3 separate regions of the Mus musculus genome follow, and all the other regions are linked to region 3. Evidence: chromatin contacts called from public capture Hi-C and promoter capture Hi-C data. All regions are on one chromosome and are shown on one strand. The core of a region is the stretch at or near the end of the contact, and the rest is flanking DNA. Distances in the headings are between cores, read along the strand shown. Region 1 holds the start of 1700066M21Rik (RIKEN cDNA 1700066M21 gene). Region 2 holds the start of Tyw5 (tRNA-yW synthesizing protein 5). Region 3 holds the start of Clk1 (CDC-like kinase 1).

The links. Promoter capture Hi-C pulls out the DNA fragments that hold promoters and counts their contacts. Capture Hi-C pulls out chosen DNA fragments and counts their contacts.
Region 1: a capture Hi-C map of embryonic stem cells shows a contact between it and region 3, with 5 times the contacts expected there. The contact joins the promoter of 1700066M21Rik here to the promoter of Clk1 in region 3. A contact is called at or near these places in 6 of 39 promoter capture datasets (the C10 cell line, cranial neural crest, erythroid cells and 3 more), 1 of 484 Hi-C or Micro-C datasets (pre-B cells), 2 of 115 datasets of contacts at active chromatin or transcription factors (large pre-B cells and neural tube) and 2 of 9 other capture datasets (adipose tissue and embryonic stem cells).
Region 2: a promoter capture Hi-C map of pre-B cells shows a contact between it and region 3, with 9 times the contacts expected there. The contact joins the promoter of Tyw5 here to the promoter of Clk1 in region 3. A contact is called at or near these places in 18 of 39 promoter capture datasets (the 3T3-L1 cell line, 3T3-L1-derived adipocytes, the C10 cell line and 12 more), 1 of 484 Hi-C or Micro-C datasets (cardiomyocytes), 6 of 115 datasets of contacts at active chromatin or transcription factors (double positive thymocytes, embryonic stem cells, pro-B cells and 1 more) and 3 of 9 other capture datasets (adipose tissue, embryonic stem cells and liver).

What each region holds. Positions count from the first base shown.
Region 1 is chr1:57,375,978-57,380,918 of GRCm38.p6, reverse strand. It overlaps 1700066M21Rik (RIKEN cDNA 1700066M21 gene), which reads right to left and starts at 3,299. Exons shown (of 2, transcript NM_028546.1): 1 at 2,973-3,299. The coding sequence starts at 3,248. 4930558J18Rik (RIKEN cDNA 4930558J18 gene) reads left to right here and starts at 3,375. Exons shown (of 4, transcript NR_037999.1): 1 at 3,375-3,514.
Region 2 is chr1:57,404,709-57,409,446 of GRCm38.p6, reverse strand. Tyw5 (tRNA-yW synthesizing protein 5) reads left to right here and starts at 2,773. Exons shown (of 8, transcript NM_001037742.2): 1 at 2,773-3,063. The coding sequence starts at 2,986. It overlaps Maip1 (matrix AAA peptidase interacting protein 1), which reads right to left and starts at 3,181. Exons shown (of 5, transcript NM_001081181.3): 1 at 2,225-3,181. The coding sequence starts at 2,674.
Region 3 is chr1:58,422,161-58,426,975 of GRCm38.p6, reverse strand. Clk1 (CDC-like kinase 1) reads left to right here and starts at 2,888. Exons shown (of 13, transcript NM_001042634.2): 1 at 2,888-3,056.

The sequences.
Region 1 (4,941 bases), core at 2,050-4,549, 1.0 Mb after region 3:
GTGGAAGTGCCTCTAGTACTTAGAAGCTAAGTGTGGAAGTGCCTCTAGTACTTAGAAGCTAAGTGTGGAAGTGCCTCTAGTACTTAGAAGCTAAGTGTGGAAGTGCCTCTAGTACTTAGGAGCTAAGTGTGGAAGTGCCTCTAGTACTTAGAAGCTAAGTGTGGAAGTGCCTCTAGTACTTAGGAGCTAAGTGTGGAAGTGCCTCTAGTACTTAGGAGGCTGAATCAAGAGGATCCAGAATTCAAGAGCAGCCTGGGCTATACATAGTGAACAACCTATGAATGAATGAATGAATAGATAAGCACGCAAATAAGCTTATAATTGACAGCCCCAAAGTCCTGAAGCTACACAATTACTTCATTATTTAATGGATGCAAGCGAAACAGATTTTATGACTCAGTTTAGGATGTACATCATAGGTATTATAAATCTAAATATCACTCCCTCCATCAGCCCCAGGTTATTTGATCTAAAGGAAAGAAAATGCGACTACTGAGGAACTCAAATATGAAAACTGGGGTCCTTACTGTTATATCAAAGATCAGACCCAAGAACCATGGATAAATACTTCCACTCCCTGAAATGGGGATCAGATGCCTCCCTAGTCAAACTGATTCTTCACCCCAGACTATTAACTATGACTACCCTACTGAAAGGAGTTTCTTCTTCCTGGGGATAGAATGCACTTACGATGCTTATGGGAGGTAAGGAGTGGAGGCTATGTCTCTACTCATGTCCAGTGAGGCAGGCAACAAGAGACTCTCTTGCAGAGACCAAGGAATGCTTATCCCAGTTAGATGCTCACGGATGCAGAAATTTAGGAGTCCATCCCACACTGTACTGAACTGGAGTCCAAAGAATCTTTTCAGAAAACTTCCTGTTTGCAAGGGTTCAGAAACATTTATAATAAGGATGTGACGTAGAATGGACTGCAAAGAATGAGGAGAGCTACACTGGGTAAGAGCCACACTTCTCTCCAGAATGCACCATGGGAAGGAACATCTTTACAGAGCATAAATTACACAGCCCAACTAAGCTGCAAGGAAGGATCCAGCTAAAGGGAACTGCCTAAGACAGTGTAAGGAGACCCAGAGACATAAACACACCTCGACAGTTACCCTGCAGGAAAGCAAGCTGTGATGGCACCTGGACTCCTAGCACTTGAGAGAACTCCGGCTCTTACTGCTGAGGGTCAGGAAGCCATGGGATGGTCTGGAAGAGGGTGGAATAATGAGACCTTGGCTGTCAACCACAGTTCCATCACTGTACATACAGAGAGGTGGAGACACTGCATGCTGCTGGATTAGACCGGAGATATGAGAGATCTACAGATGACTTTGGATTTCTAAGTCGAATCGTTAAATAGGTATTTTCATTAACCTGGATAAGGAAGGCTGCTTCAATAGATTTTCAGTTTTAGAAGGCTACTAAATATCCAAAGGAAGTAAAGGCATGCAATTGGTGAGTTCATAAACACCCGCTAATGTCTAGACTAAATAAATGCCAGGCTCGTGAGCATGGAGGCAGTATGTAAAGTCACGAGATGGAAAGAGATCACTGAAAGAGTAGAGTAAAAAAATCCCAAGAGTGGAGCATGAGGCTACTTGAAGGTGAGAAGGGGCTGGAACCTAACTAGAGTTATTCCCAAATTTCAGCTTGATTGAGGCCCTCTGACTTTTATATCTGAGGCACTTCAATGGAGAGATTTAACATCTGCATAGACTTCATAGCTAAGAAGTACAGAGTGGAATGGGAAACCTGGGTGACTTGGCATTGAAGCTTTGGGATGCACGGCCTTCCATTTCTTTTCCAGAAGACCTCATGCTCTATAAAACCCCACACTCTGAACATTACCATTCTGTCATTGTCCCAAAGGCTGATGATGGGAAATGAAAGATGATCCTCAAACTATATCTAGAACACTTTAGGCCCTACTTAAGCCAGGTGGATGTTCTGTCTGGAACACTTTTACAGCAGAAAGTACTCAGCCACCATCACCACCACCACCACCACCACCACCACTGGAAGGCATGAAGTAGTTGGTCACAAGTCGCAGGAAGCAGAAGCAACACACTTGTTTTCAATCTGGGAATAAAGGCACCAAAATGAGATTTTCTTGAACCTAAATTTGGGTTTTTGCTAGTTTCCATTAGCAGTCAACTAGTCAAGTCAACTGATTTGAGAGAAAACAGCAAGAGAAAATAGATTTTTTGGTGTATCATTTTAAAGCACCAATTTCAAAACAATAACAGTTTTCTAGTATGAGGAAACCATCTAGCTATATTCTAACTTGAATATCTACCCTAGTGCTAACAACGCTCTGGGATAATTGATTTTCAATGTAAATGCCAACTGTATCTGCGCTGTCCAACGGGGTACAAGCAAGTCACCTGTGGTGACTCAACACTTGGCAATACAACTAGTGAGACAGAGAACGCTGCCTTTTCATTTTAACTTGTTCAGATACTCTCACGCGGCTAATGTATCCACTGCACGATGCAGTTTTACATTAAAACCCAGCTTCCAGGACAGCTTCAGCAAAGACGTATGTCTGCAGCTATAAAAACCAGTAACAGGAAGCACACAGATGAGTTGAATTCAAATGGGCCTCTCAGTATCATTAGCATTCTTGACGATTGCATCCCTTCCACTGCTGTGTTTTAGGGTTACTGGAAAGGTCACTTTAGCAACGGATGTATTTTATTTGGTCAGTCAGCGTTTTCTAAACAGTCCAGTGCCCAGCACACACACAGTCCTCTGAGAGCAGGCTGGAGCTGTGCGTGGCTGTCCCACTCCCTGTCGCGCCTCTCCTTCCACCCAGTGGCACCTGGACTGACAGCCGCTCTCTGGAGACCGTGGCCCTCCAAGGCCCCTTCCCCGGATGGGGCTCTGGCAGGAACGGGGGCGCGCCCCGCACCCCCATCGTATGAGAACCCGTGTGGGCGTGTCGGGGAGGCCTGGCCCCGCGTTACCTGCACGTCCCCAGGGAAGTAGAGGACGTGGTGCCGCTGCTCCGGGGAATCTCCTTCCCGGGATGTCAGCAGGAGCAGTTCGTTGCTGCGCTGCGGGTCGGAGCCCGGCACCGTGGAGCGCTGCAGACGGTGGCTGTCCTCCGGGGAGCCCCGCTCACCGCCGCCCGGGTTCATGGCTCGGGTCTGCAGGCGGGACGCGGAGTCTCCGGAAGCGAGCAGCGGCCGCAGCAGCAGCAGCACCAGCGCGGGGGACCGCAGACGCCGCGACCCCAGCATGGGCTCGAGCCGCCAGGGCCGCTCACCCGGCAGCGAGGGCGGGGCCTCGGCTGCCCAACGGCTTCGGTCGCCGTGACGTCAGCACGCCGCGTGCGTCCGGAGGGAGGGGGAGCGGAGGGCGCGGCTGGAGGAAGGACGTTTGTGGTTGGCGGACTCAGCCCCGGCCGGGAAGTTCGAACGGACGTGGAAGAGCCCGCAGGTTGGGCCCATGCACAGCAGCAGCTGCTCAGGGTCAGAGTTTCCTCGGGTTCTGTATAAAAGCTTTGGTAGGTTCATCCTCACGGTGAAGATGTGTCTTTGTTAATTTAGTCCAAGGTAAAGAAGAATGGTTCTGAAAGTCTTGTACTTGCTCAGAATGAAAAGAATCCCCTATGTCCCGAAGTTACCTAGTTAGGGAATTTCTGGCTCCACACCAAGTCTAGCACATTCCTAGTTGGTAGAGAGAGAGAGCTGGACACTTACCTTAGGGAAGATAGAGAAAAGGCCTACTTGTTCACACATTTACTGTAGGGGTGTTTACAGCTTATCGAATTTCCGATTTAGGGTTTTGAAACCACGTTGAAAAGTATAGGAAAGTCGTGGAAATAGCAACTTCTTACTTAAAGTTGTGTAGAAATAGGACTGGGCCAAATTTATGCTAAAGGTGGGAAAAGTGAATCTTGTTTTAACATTGTGTGTGCACATCGGACACGCACATGCATCTGTTTGCTGCTGTGGGCTTGAAGTGACTTTGGGTGTAAAGGAGATTCCTGGAAAGAAGTTGAAACTTGAAGTTTCTGCAGGAGTGATTAGCTGATTAGAACTTAAATGACTGGGGAGAAATTATGTTGTAAGTTCAAACCCTGATTAAAAATTATCTTGAGCTGTCTTTCGCTCTTTTAATTAATAGCCTTTCCTAGCTAACCTGTGTACCTAAACAGCCAGCATACTAGTGAGTATCAGATGAAACCTTTGAAATGTATTAGCTTAGCTTCCACCAGCCCAGAAGCTAAGACTTATATTAGAGGCCTATAGCAGAAATTTTCTGTCTGTTATCTTATTTTCAAAGTCTTAAATTATATAATATTTTCTATTTTGATACTGTAAAACTTGAGCTAACTGATATGTGGCTCATCTTTAAGGTGAGAGCAGTTTTTTTGTATCACAGTACATTCCTCACACTCCATCTTTTAAAATTTTTTATTGATTAGTTTATTGTTTGACAGCATCTTGCTGAACCTGAAGCTCATGGATTAGGCTAGACTGGGCTAGCCAAGAAGCCCCCAATGGTTTGCCTGTTTCTAACTTCCCAGCTACTGGGTTCTCTGTTTTGTGGATGCTGGGGATCCAATTCAGCCCCCATGCTTTGGGGAAAGAGGCAGGCACCTTACCAACTAGGTCATATCCCAAGCCTTATTCTAATTTTAAATTTCTTGTATTTGTTAACAAAGTATAATTGCTCTGTACATTTTCTTAGTGTCTTTATAGAGGTATGCTTTACCAATTACTTTGACAAAAACTGTTAGATTCTATCTGACATAATAAATGTAACTGAGGTGTTTTGATTGAAAATGGCCCCCACAGACCCATATTTGAATACTTAGTTCCCAGTTCATAGAACTGGTTGAGAAGGGCTCTGATGTATGGAGTTCTTGGAGGAAGTGTTTTTCTGGGGATGGTTTTGGGGATTTGAAAGCCCACACCATTCTAAGTT
Region 2 (4,738 bases), core at 1,524-4,023, 1.0 Mb after region 3:
GAGAAAGGAGAAATAGCTTATGATCTAAGACAGTGACTCTCAACCTGAGGTATAAGGTCTTATTTTAAGAAGGGGGAAGAGAATCCACAATTCTCCACACTCAGCAATGAGAAAAAGCTGATACATTCAGATCCCACTTGTATTTCAGGAGCTTTAAGCCAGCTGAGAGAAGACATGTTAGCCAACAAGTTCAAGAATTTAAGATATAAGAGAGAACTATCTAATCTTGGAGGACCACAGAGGTTCCATAAAGGAAGTAGCTGAAACCTGACTACTGGCTGGAGAAAAGCGAGCACGTGCAACAGAGAACTGCAAATGATTACTAGCTGAACTGTCTCTCTGCCATGGTCATGGTAAAGCCCTAAACTCTAAGACCTTGGGATATGATATTATTTGGAGACAACACCTTTAAAGAAGTGATTAAATAATAATAATAATAAAAAGCTGGTTAGTGTATCATCAGTACCTTTATGACAGGAGGAAATGTTTAGAGATGCCAGACATAAACAAATGTAGCGGCCTGAGGAGAAGGCAAACTTCTCATCTCTAGATATTGGAATATTTCTGTTTAAGCTGTTTAGTCTGAGACACCCTCTATAATAGCCCTAGCAAACAACCACAATTCAATGCAGATGACTTTTGAGAACATGCACATACCCAAATTCAAGGTCTCCCTGAACACTCTGGGGCAGGGATCTCCTATGTTTGGAAAGCTCTCACATGCAGCATGAATGATAATCCAGATATTAGGAACTATAACCGTTATGCAGAACCCTCGTCTCTACTTTGGTTGGTCAAGATCATACCTGAGCAAACTGCTCTAAAATGTAATAATGAATAATGAGGCTACCCTGGTAAGATCCTCTCCACACTAGAGTTAGTTATGAGGTACCTTGTAGGTGCTAGAAATGGAACTTAGGATCTCTGAAAGATGTTCTTTAGCCACTGAACCATCTCGCCAGCACACCTGGGTTCATCGTGTCTAAACAAGGATTGGACAAGAGGCCTTTTCAATTTGACGTCATATGATGATTTCCATTCCTGAACTAGTGTAGTTATGTATGGGTGATGGAGCAGACTCATGTGTGGACACTGCAGAGTAAGGAGTAGGATCCCACCATTTTACCCCTCTGTGCACAACTGACACAGAGAACAGACTAGCAAATTCACCCTATCTTCATACTTAGGTAGGCATTATCACTCAAGCTTGCTCACTTTTATTTTTGAGCAAACATATATATTAGCTAAGAGTGGACCCAGGGAGACAGGAGTTAATACTGCCCCAGATTACACGAAGTTGAGAACTCATTTACAACTACATGAGTTGGGTATAAATGGCTAGGAATTGGGGAAAATCTGAATAAGTCAGAAGTAAAATTAAAAATACCAGCATATAGTCAATGTTGTTAAATTATTATCCTGATGGTCTATTCCAGTATGAACTGGAGAATAAACTATGACTTCTACCTTTGTATTAATCAACAGTTTTGAAATGCTAGGGACTGACAACCTAAGAAAATGAAAGGAGATTTAAAAAGTCTTCCTGGAAAGAAAAGCATGTACACACAAACTGTGTCAATGATCTTGAGATTCAAAGTGACCATTGTTAAGGCAACATCACTTGCTATTCAGAAAGGTCACGATGGGCAAAGTCAGAGCTAGGAATCACCAGTGTGCTAGACCTGGACACTAAGTAGACCAGCAGCCTCAGCAAACTCTTATCCTTGACAGAATATATAGGTAGAGAATGCAGAAGGCAATTCAGATCTGTCAAACAGCTGGTAGGAAACTGCCTTTGTACCTGAAATGATATGTTATTACTTTGGCAGTGTTATCTTATTCCTCACCATAACTTACTCCATTCGATTTACTTAACAAATACTTATGAAGTGCCTACTATGTGTGCCAGGCACTGTCTTCTCTAATCTTCTAATTCTGGAAAAATCATACCCAAAGGATTAACTAATTTTAGAGTGGCACTGACAAACAGGCTTTGAACTTAGGCCTTCATCCTAGTTTCTTGAATGAACCCCTCCTCCCTGACGACCATGCGAACACACTTAGAAGCTTATTAAAGTCCTGAAGTGGCCGAAAGATTCAGTGTCTAGGTCACTACCATCGTTGGATACCACGGGTCGCAATGAAGAAACTTCATGGCTAAACACTTGATCACGGAAACGCTGAATGCACGAGGCAGAGAGGTCAGTTAGGGGAGCAAACAAACCTGCTTCGCCCCTTCAGAGAACTCAGCGATACTGAACTCTTTGTCGAAATAGGCCCAAATAAGGAAGGCGTAAATTCGAGTCCGGACCCAGTTGATGGGATTGGAAAATCCCAGAATGATCATTCTGGTTCTCTGGCGTTGCTGGGGCTGCTCCTCGGTGCTGTAGCTGCGGCTGGGACTAGCGGGTAAAGAAGCGAGGGCTGGAGGATGTTCTACCCGGCCGAGAAGGGATCTTCGGGAGCTCCAGGAACGCAACGCAGGGCTTGTCCAGGCCCGAGTGTAGCGAGGGATCGGAGCCGCGCTTGAGCCCAGGCGACGGCGGCACAGGCAGCAAATTTCAGTCAGCGTCAGCCTCACCTCGGTGCTACCGAGAGTCCGGAGTCGGGTGACCGGGCCGGGCAGCGGCCGGGAAAGCAGGGGCAGAGGTAGGAGACGGGCGGCCAGCGCCATGTTTGTGACCTTTCACCTCTGCATGCCTGTGCAGTACTGAAAGCAGGCCGGAGGGAAACCAGCTCGCCGGGGTTGGAGAAGTGGAGCCAAGGCCGCCTCGCTGCCGCCGCCTCGGGTGAGTCCTCTCATTTCGGCTGTGTTAGCCCTCAGCCCAGGCCGAAGCCCTCGGGCTCCCCGCCGTGCGCACTTCGAACCAGCCGCCGCCCTCTGGGGTCAGTCACCTACGCGGACCATTTCTTCCGGAGTAGTGTTTCCAGGGGAAATCACGCGTGGAAGAACTCGTCCAAATTCCCAGGCCTGTGAATTTCACCATGGCTGAGCAGCGTCTTCCGGTACCCCGGCTGCGGGGCGTCTCCCGGGAGCAGTTCATGGAGCATCTTTATCCACAGGTGAGGAGGCCCGCCGCGGAAAGGCAGGGGAGACACCCCGGTACCTTCTGGCGGCCCATCTGCTCTCCTGCAACCCAGAGATTGTTCGGGGGAAGAGAAGGCGCTCTGCTGTCAAGGGAGTGAGCGGAAGGGACCTGTAGCCCTGCTCGGGAATTCAAAGCCCCGGAGAGAAACGGCCCCACATTTTTGGGGAGCAGGATGACCGGAGAAAGCTGGGTGGCACGAAGCTCACTGAGAGGTCGCGCGTGTGGCTTTCTGACCTCACGTGCTCCCTTTCTATGGAGTTTTTCCTAAAGTCTAGTTCAGGATCCCTCGCCCTTCTCTTGCTTGGTCCTAACAGCCCCTGGAGTATTTCGAGATATTAGATTTTTGAAACTCGATATTTCAGTCTAATGAAGGATTGCAACAGGGAAACCAATGGAAATCGTCTCGTAGGTTTCCTCTGGTACAAGTCATTCCTTGATTTAAGCCAGAATCATAATTAAGGATTAAGCCCTTTAGTTTTGTTTTGTTGTTTTGTTTTTTCCGAGACAGGGTTTCACTGTATAGCTCTTGCTGTCCTGGAACTCACTCTGTAGACAAGGCTGGCCTCGAACTCATAAATCCGCCTGCCTCAGCCTCCGAAGTGCTGAGACTAAAGGCGTGCGCCACCACCGCCCGGCTCCCTTTAGTTTTTAAAGAAAGAAGTAGCAGAAAGCAGTTAGATTTAAGAAAAGAAAATAAGTTTGCTCTCAGGACTTTTCAAGAAAGTCCAAGTATCAGAATAACAGAGTAAGGATTCTGGCGATTATTCTAAGGGAAAAAGTCTCTGAAGTATATTAGTGGTAGTAAGATAGGATCTGTAGCTACAGCTACGCTATGCTGCTGGAGCAGCCTGAAGTGTTCCTTTGAGAAGACAGGATTACTGATGACCCTAGAAGAATTTCTAATTGAGTCAATATAAGGCAGAGTTTAAGTTTACTAAGAAGTTGTAGTTCATGTTTCAAGAGAGATGCTTTGGGCTAATACTATAGTTTGATCAGGTAAAACCATGGTTCACTAACATTGCACAAGGAGGTTAAGATGTGTCTTTTTTTACAGGTCAGTGGTGGCACATGCTTTTAATCCCAACATTCAGGAGGCAGAGGCAGGCAGATCTCTGAGTTCCAGGCCAACCTGATCTACAGAGCAAGTCCCAGGACAGCCAGGGCTTCATGGAGAAATCTTGTCTCAAAAACAAACAAAGAAGAAACAAAACCAAAAAAACCCCCAAAATATAAAAAGACAAGTCTTTTACTGCTGGTGGAGCTTTAATCTTGCTCATGAGAATCCTAGAAAATAACTATCTTACAGGAAAGGTGATAAGCCGTACCTGGTCATATGCGTTTTGGCCTTAGACATGATTTGTTACTATTATAATATTCTTACTTATAAAAAGAAATACCTCCATGTAGGCCACCTCCCAGCAAGATTTTTTAATTGTGCTGGAATTATTATTATTATGGAGACAGGGTATCTCTGTGTAGCCCTACTTGCCCTGGTATTCTGATCTGTAGATCAGGCTGTCTCAAGCTCACAGAGACCCACCTGCCTCCCTAGTGCTGGGATTAAAGGTATGTGCCATTACATCCTGACTAGTTGTGCTGAATTCTTACCTCTCAGCTGGTGAGAGACTTTAGACTGCAGGGTGAGGACC
Region 3 (4,815 bases), core at 1,639-4,138:
GTGACTCTTACACATTACCAAGTATAGCTGCAACACGAGGTACAACCTTGGCTATCTCTGGAACACAGCTTCTTTGTGCTCAGAAAACACTTCCTAGAAGATTTCACCTCAGTGATGCAGATCTCTTCTTAATCACCACTAATTTCTTAGCTCCAGCTAACCAGCACCAATTGTCTCAGTAGTCCCTTCTATTTTTCACTCTAAAGTCAGAGCCACATGGCTGAAGCTGCCCTTTTCCGCTGCTTGCAGGAGCTGGAACATGCCCCCTCCCCCTTATTCTATTACCAGCTTTCTGTTTTCTGACTCCCTCTCTACTTAAGCTTGGCTGTCATGGAACTTGCTCTGTACATAGACCTTGAACTCAGAGATCTGCATGGCTCTGTCTCATGTAATGCTGGAATTAAAGGCATGTACCACCGTGCCTAGATTTAAACATTTTTTTTTCACCTAGAACGTGCTTTATCCAAGGCTAGACGTGAACTCTGAGATCTGCTTGCCTTAGTCTCCTGGGATTAAAGACATGTACTACCTTGATTGGGCCTAAGCTTTTCATAGCCACTATGCCTCAAGATCTCCAGGCCAAGATCCAGGTCAGAAACTTGTATCTCCCAGCCTCAAAATCTGTATCACAAGTGAGGCCTCCAATTCTGGGTTGTAGTTCATTCTAGATATAGTCAAGTTGACAACCAGGAATAGACATTACAATTTGTTTTTTGGGTTTTGTTTTTAGGGGGCTGGAGAAATGGTTAAAAGCATTTGTTCTTGCAGAGGATCTAGGTTCCATGAGGCTCATATCCATCTGTAAATCCAGTTCCAAGGGATCTGACCCTCCTTTCTGGCCTCCTTAGGCAACAAGCATCCATTGGCGTGCATATATATATGTTGAGGTCTGGCCCCTGCATAGCTGTAGTCATTTTGTTCCATGCCCTCCAGCTATTTCATACTGTTGCTGTAATGTGCCTGCCAGTTGTTGACACAGAGAATAACTTGACTCAGAGCAGGGTCATGCTGATCACATATCCTGTTATGTTCTGTATGAGGTTTGTTAATGTTAAGAAATTCCACAAAGCTTTATGTAGGACCCATCAAGTTAAAAGTCAATATGAGATGTTACATCTAAAATGGCTGGAGTCAGAGCTAACTACCGGGCAGCACTTCCTGCACCTGGGTATGAATTCACAGCACTTTGTGTGTGTGTGTGTGTGTGTGTGTGTGTGTGTGTGTGTTTTAATAAGCTGTCCCTGAGAAATGTTTGTAGTCATGGCTCAGCCCTCGAATTCTGAGCTGCAGCCCTGATCGATCAGTCTTAGGGCATATGTTCAATAAACTATCCCTGTCTGACTGAGATCAGTGTTTGTGTGGTTTGTGAGCCAACTCCTGGACCCCAACATATACATGTAGGCAAAATATTCATACATGTACATTTAAAATTTTTTAAATTTTTAAAAAATTTTTTAATTTCTTTAAAAAATACTTTATTTGTGTGTGTGTGTGTGTAGGAATTGATTCTCTCTTTCCAGTATGTGTTTCCTGGAGATTGAACTCAGGTAGGCTTGGTGGCATTGTGTCTTTACCTGTTAAGCCAACGCCAGCACCCTCCTCTTCCCCTGTTTTTAGTTCTGGCTAGAATTTGCGATATAGACCACACTGAACTTGTACTCAGAGATAACCCTTGTCTCTGCCTCCTTAGTGCTGGGATATGCCACCATGCCCAGGTCTAGATTAACTCTTAAAGGTGAAAGCAAAGGAGTTGCAAAACTGATACCTACGCACCCCCCTTTTTCTCCTCCCCCTAATATCTACCTTTTTAGAGTTACCAGCGAAATAGGAGTTAAGCCGCCTGAGGCCACACTAACTGGGTTCCTGAGTGGGAGGCCGGAGCTGTATGGAAGGAAATGGCGAGAGAAATAATGGAGGCCAAGACACATTTCTGTTCAAGGCCCCCAAGTTTACTAAGAGTCTGTGCTTAAGCCTGGCGTGGGGCGCACGCCTTTAATCCCAGCACTCGGGAAGCAGAGGCAGGCGGATTTCTGAGTTTGAGGCCAGCCTGGTCTACAAAGTGAGTTCCAGGACAGCCAGAGCTACACAGAGAAACCCTGTCTCAAAACCATAACCCCCCGCCCCCCAAGCCATTCTTGATGCCTGTTGCCAGCCTGTAGGTGATCTGCTGGATGAAGTCTCTGGAATATCTAAAGGGCCTCTCAGCAGGTAGCAGTGGCAGGTGACGGAACAATAGAGCCATCTAAGTTGGAAGGTTCCACCCCAGGTAGTCTCATTCTCAGTGGCAACAAGGTCAAAGCCAGCCTACTCAAGGCTGGGGGAAGCTACTATGGGGGGGGGGGGGGCATCCTCAAAGTCTTCAAGACTACTTACTAATCTGTCTATTTACACTATTCCGCTCCTGTTCCACCATTTCTAACTTTTTGTTTTGTTTGGTTTGGTTTGGTTTTCGAGACAGGGTTTCTCTGTATATATAGCCCTGGCTGTCCTGGAACTCACTTTGTAGACCAGGCTGGCCTCGAACTCAGAAATCCGCCTGTCTCTGCCTCCCAAGTGCTGGGATTAAAGGCGTGTGCCACCATGCTCATTTCTAACATTTTTGGCGTCAGTGCATGTCATACCCAACCACTAAAAACTAGTTTAAGACAGGTCAACATAACTGTAGTCACTGAGTTACTAACCAGAGATACTTTGTTGGTGTAGTTTAAAAGGTTGCAGTCAGGAGGGAAGAGAAAAAGGAGAGAGGGAGAGCGAGCGTGGATTATACTATTACTGTAACCTGTAGTGTCTAAGTATCCTCAAGAAGCCACAGCAAGGACAGTCAGGACCAAGTCCTTCCATCCCTCGCCCATTTGGGCAGCGGGCCCGCGCCTGCGCACTCAGGACCGGTATAGGCCCCGCCCATCTACGTCACCAGTTTTTCCGAGAAGAAGCTCGCACTGCGTCTGTCCGCACCATTTTGTGTTGGGAGATCGTCGTAATCGTTTGCAGACTTCTCGCCGTCGCCTTGTAAGCTTTGTCTTCGCCTTGCAAGCTTTGTCTTCAGGGTTGGAAAGGTAAGACGCGGTGTCTGTCAGGGCCTTTCCTTGTATCTTCCCGCCGCCTCCAAGGACCCCGCTGCGGCTCTTCACGGCGGAGCCACGCGAAGGGGCTCTGTGCCCCGGCTGCGGAGCTCTGGCCGCTGGCTTCTGCGTAGGCGGGGACGATGCCCGCAGGCTCCGCGTCCCGAGGAGGGCCGGCCGACTGCAAGAGCCCGAGCTGCCGCGGCGGGACCTAAGATGGCGGTAGGGGGAAGGCCGCGCTCGTCCTTCGCCATGGCGGCGCCAGGGCGCGGCCTTCGCTTGGACTCGGTCGGTCCTGGTTTTGCTCTCGGCGGTGGCACGGCGCAGGTTTTGGTGCTGTTTTTCTTTATATTTGAAGCGAAAGGTCTTGGTAACCAGGCCGGCCCCACACGCTGCGGTCGCTGATCTTGTTAGAGATGGGCGCTGCGGGGACAGCGTCACAGCAGGCTGTCACCTCAGTTCTGTGTAGTTTCCGCCTTCGACGAAGAAAAGAATTTCAGAGGCGGTCGATAGATAGCGAAGTCGAGCATAATGAAAACGAGGCACACCGGGACAGCGCTTGTGAGAGCGAGGAACAAGTGATTTTTAAGAAGGTTTAGGATTTACTTAGGTTTTGTAACATTAAAACTCAAGACGGCCGGGCTGTACTGCCTGTCGCTCGCCTTTTAATCCCCTTTGAGCCTGTCTCAAAAAAAAAAAAGTTATAGAAAATTTCCTTTGTAAACAAAGTTGTAACGGGGGAGTTGTTTACCTTTAGGAAACAGGAGGGGAACACCCTAAGATTGTACGTCACTTCCGCTCTGAACAGCTTTATTTTCAACATCATGGCCTGTCCTGTACAGTTAAGTAGAGTGGCTTTATTGGTGGAGCCCGAATTTTGTTGACTCGGCATAAAAGGCGCGCCTGTTACCTTCTCAGGCTTTCCTCCCATATTTTCATAATTTTCCCAGTCTCCCTCTGCTAGCAGTAAGAGTGTCAGCGGGGACCGTGGGCATTTACTTGACGGTGAATTGGGAATTGAGGTCATCTGCTGAGCAGCTTTTTTTTTTTTTTTTTTTTTTTTTTAATAGCTGTAAACAAACACTTCATAACATCCAAACTGGTATTTTACCAAAAACAAACAAAACACTTTGGGGGCGGGGGCTGTTCCAGACAGGGTTTCTCTGTATAGCTCTGGCTGTCCTGGAACTCATTTTATAGACCAGGCTGGCCTCTTACTCAGAAGTCCGCCTGCCTCTGCCTCCCGAGTGCTGAGATTAAAGGTGTGCACCACCACGCCCAGTTAAAAAAAAACTTCTTAATTAGGGTCACTTGTGGTTACGTTGGTCGGAGACTTGGTTTGGGTAGAAATTGAACCTTGTGAACCTGTAAGTTGAACTTCTGAAAGAGCTGTCATACATTTTTCTTAAGTTTTAACCTTTTTCACTTAAGGTTTTAAACCTTTTTCACTTAATATGAATTTGGGCATTGTGAAAACAAGGTGAAAAAAAATCTGGCCGGGCATGGTGGCGCACACCTTTAATCTCAGCATTTGGGAGGCAGAGGCAGGTGGATTTCTGAGTTTGAGGTCAGCCTGGTCTACAAAGTGAGTTCCAGGACAGCCAGGGCTACACAGAGAAACCCTGTCTCGAAAAACCAAAAAAAAAAAAAAAAAAAATCTGTGAATAAAGTTTACATTGCAGAATCTGAGGCAATGCAATAATTTTTATGATTGCAGACAGTTGACTAAAATTTTAGAACTTTGATTTTAAAC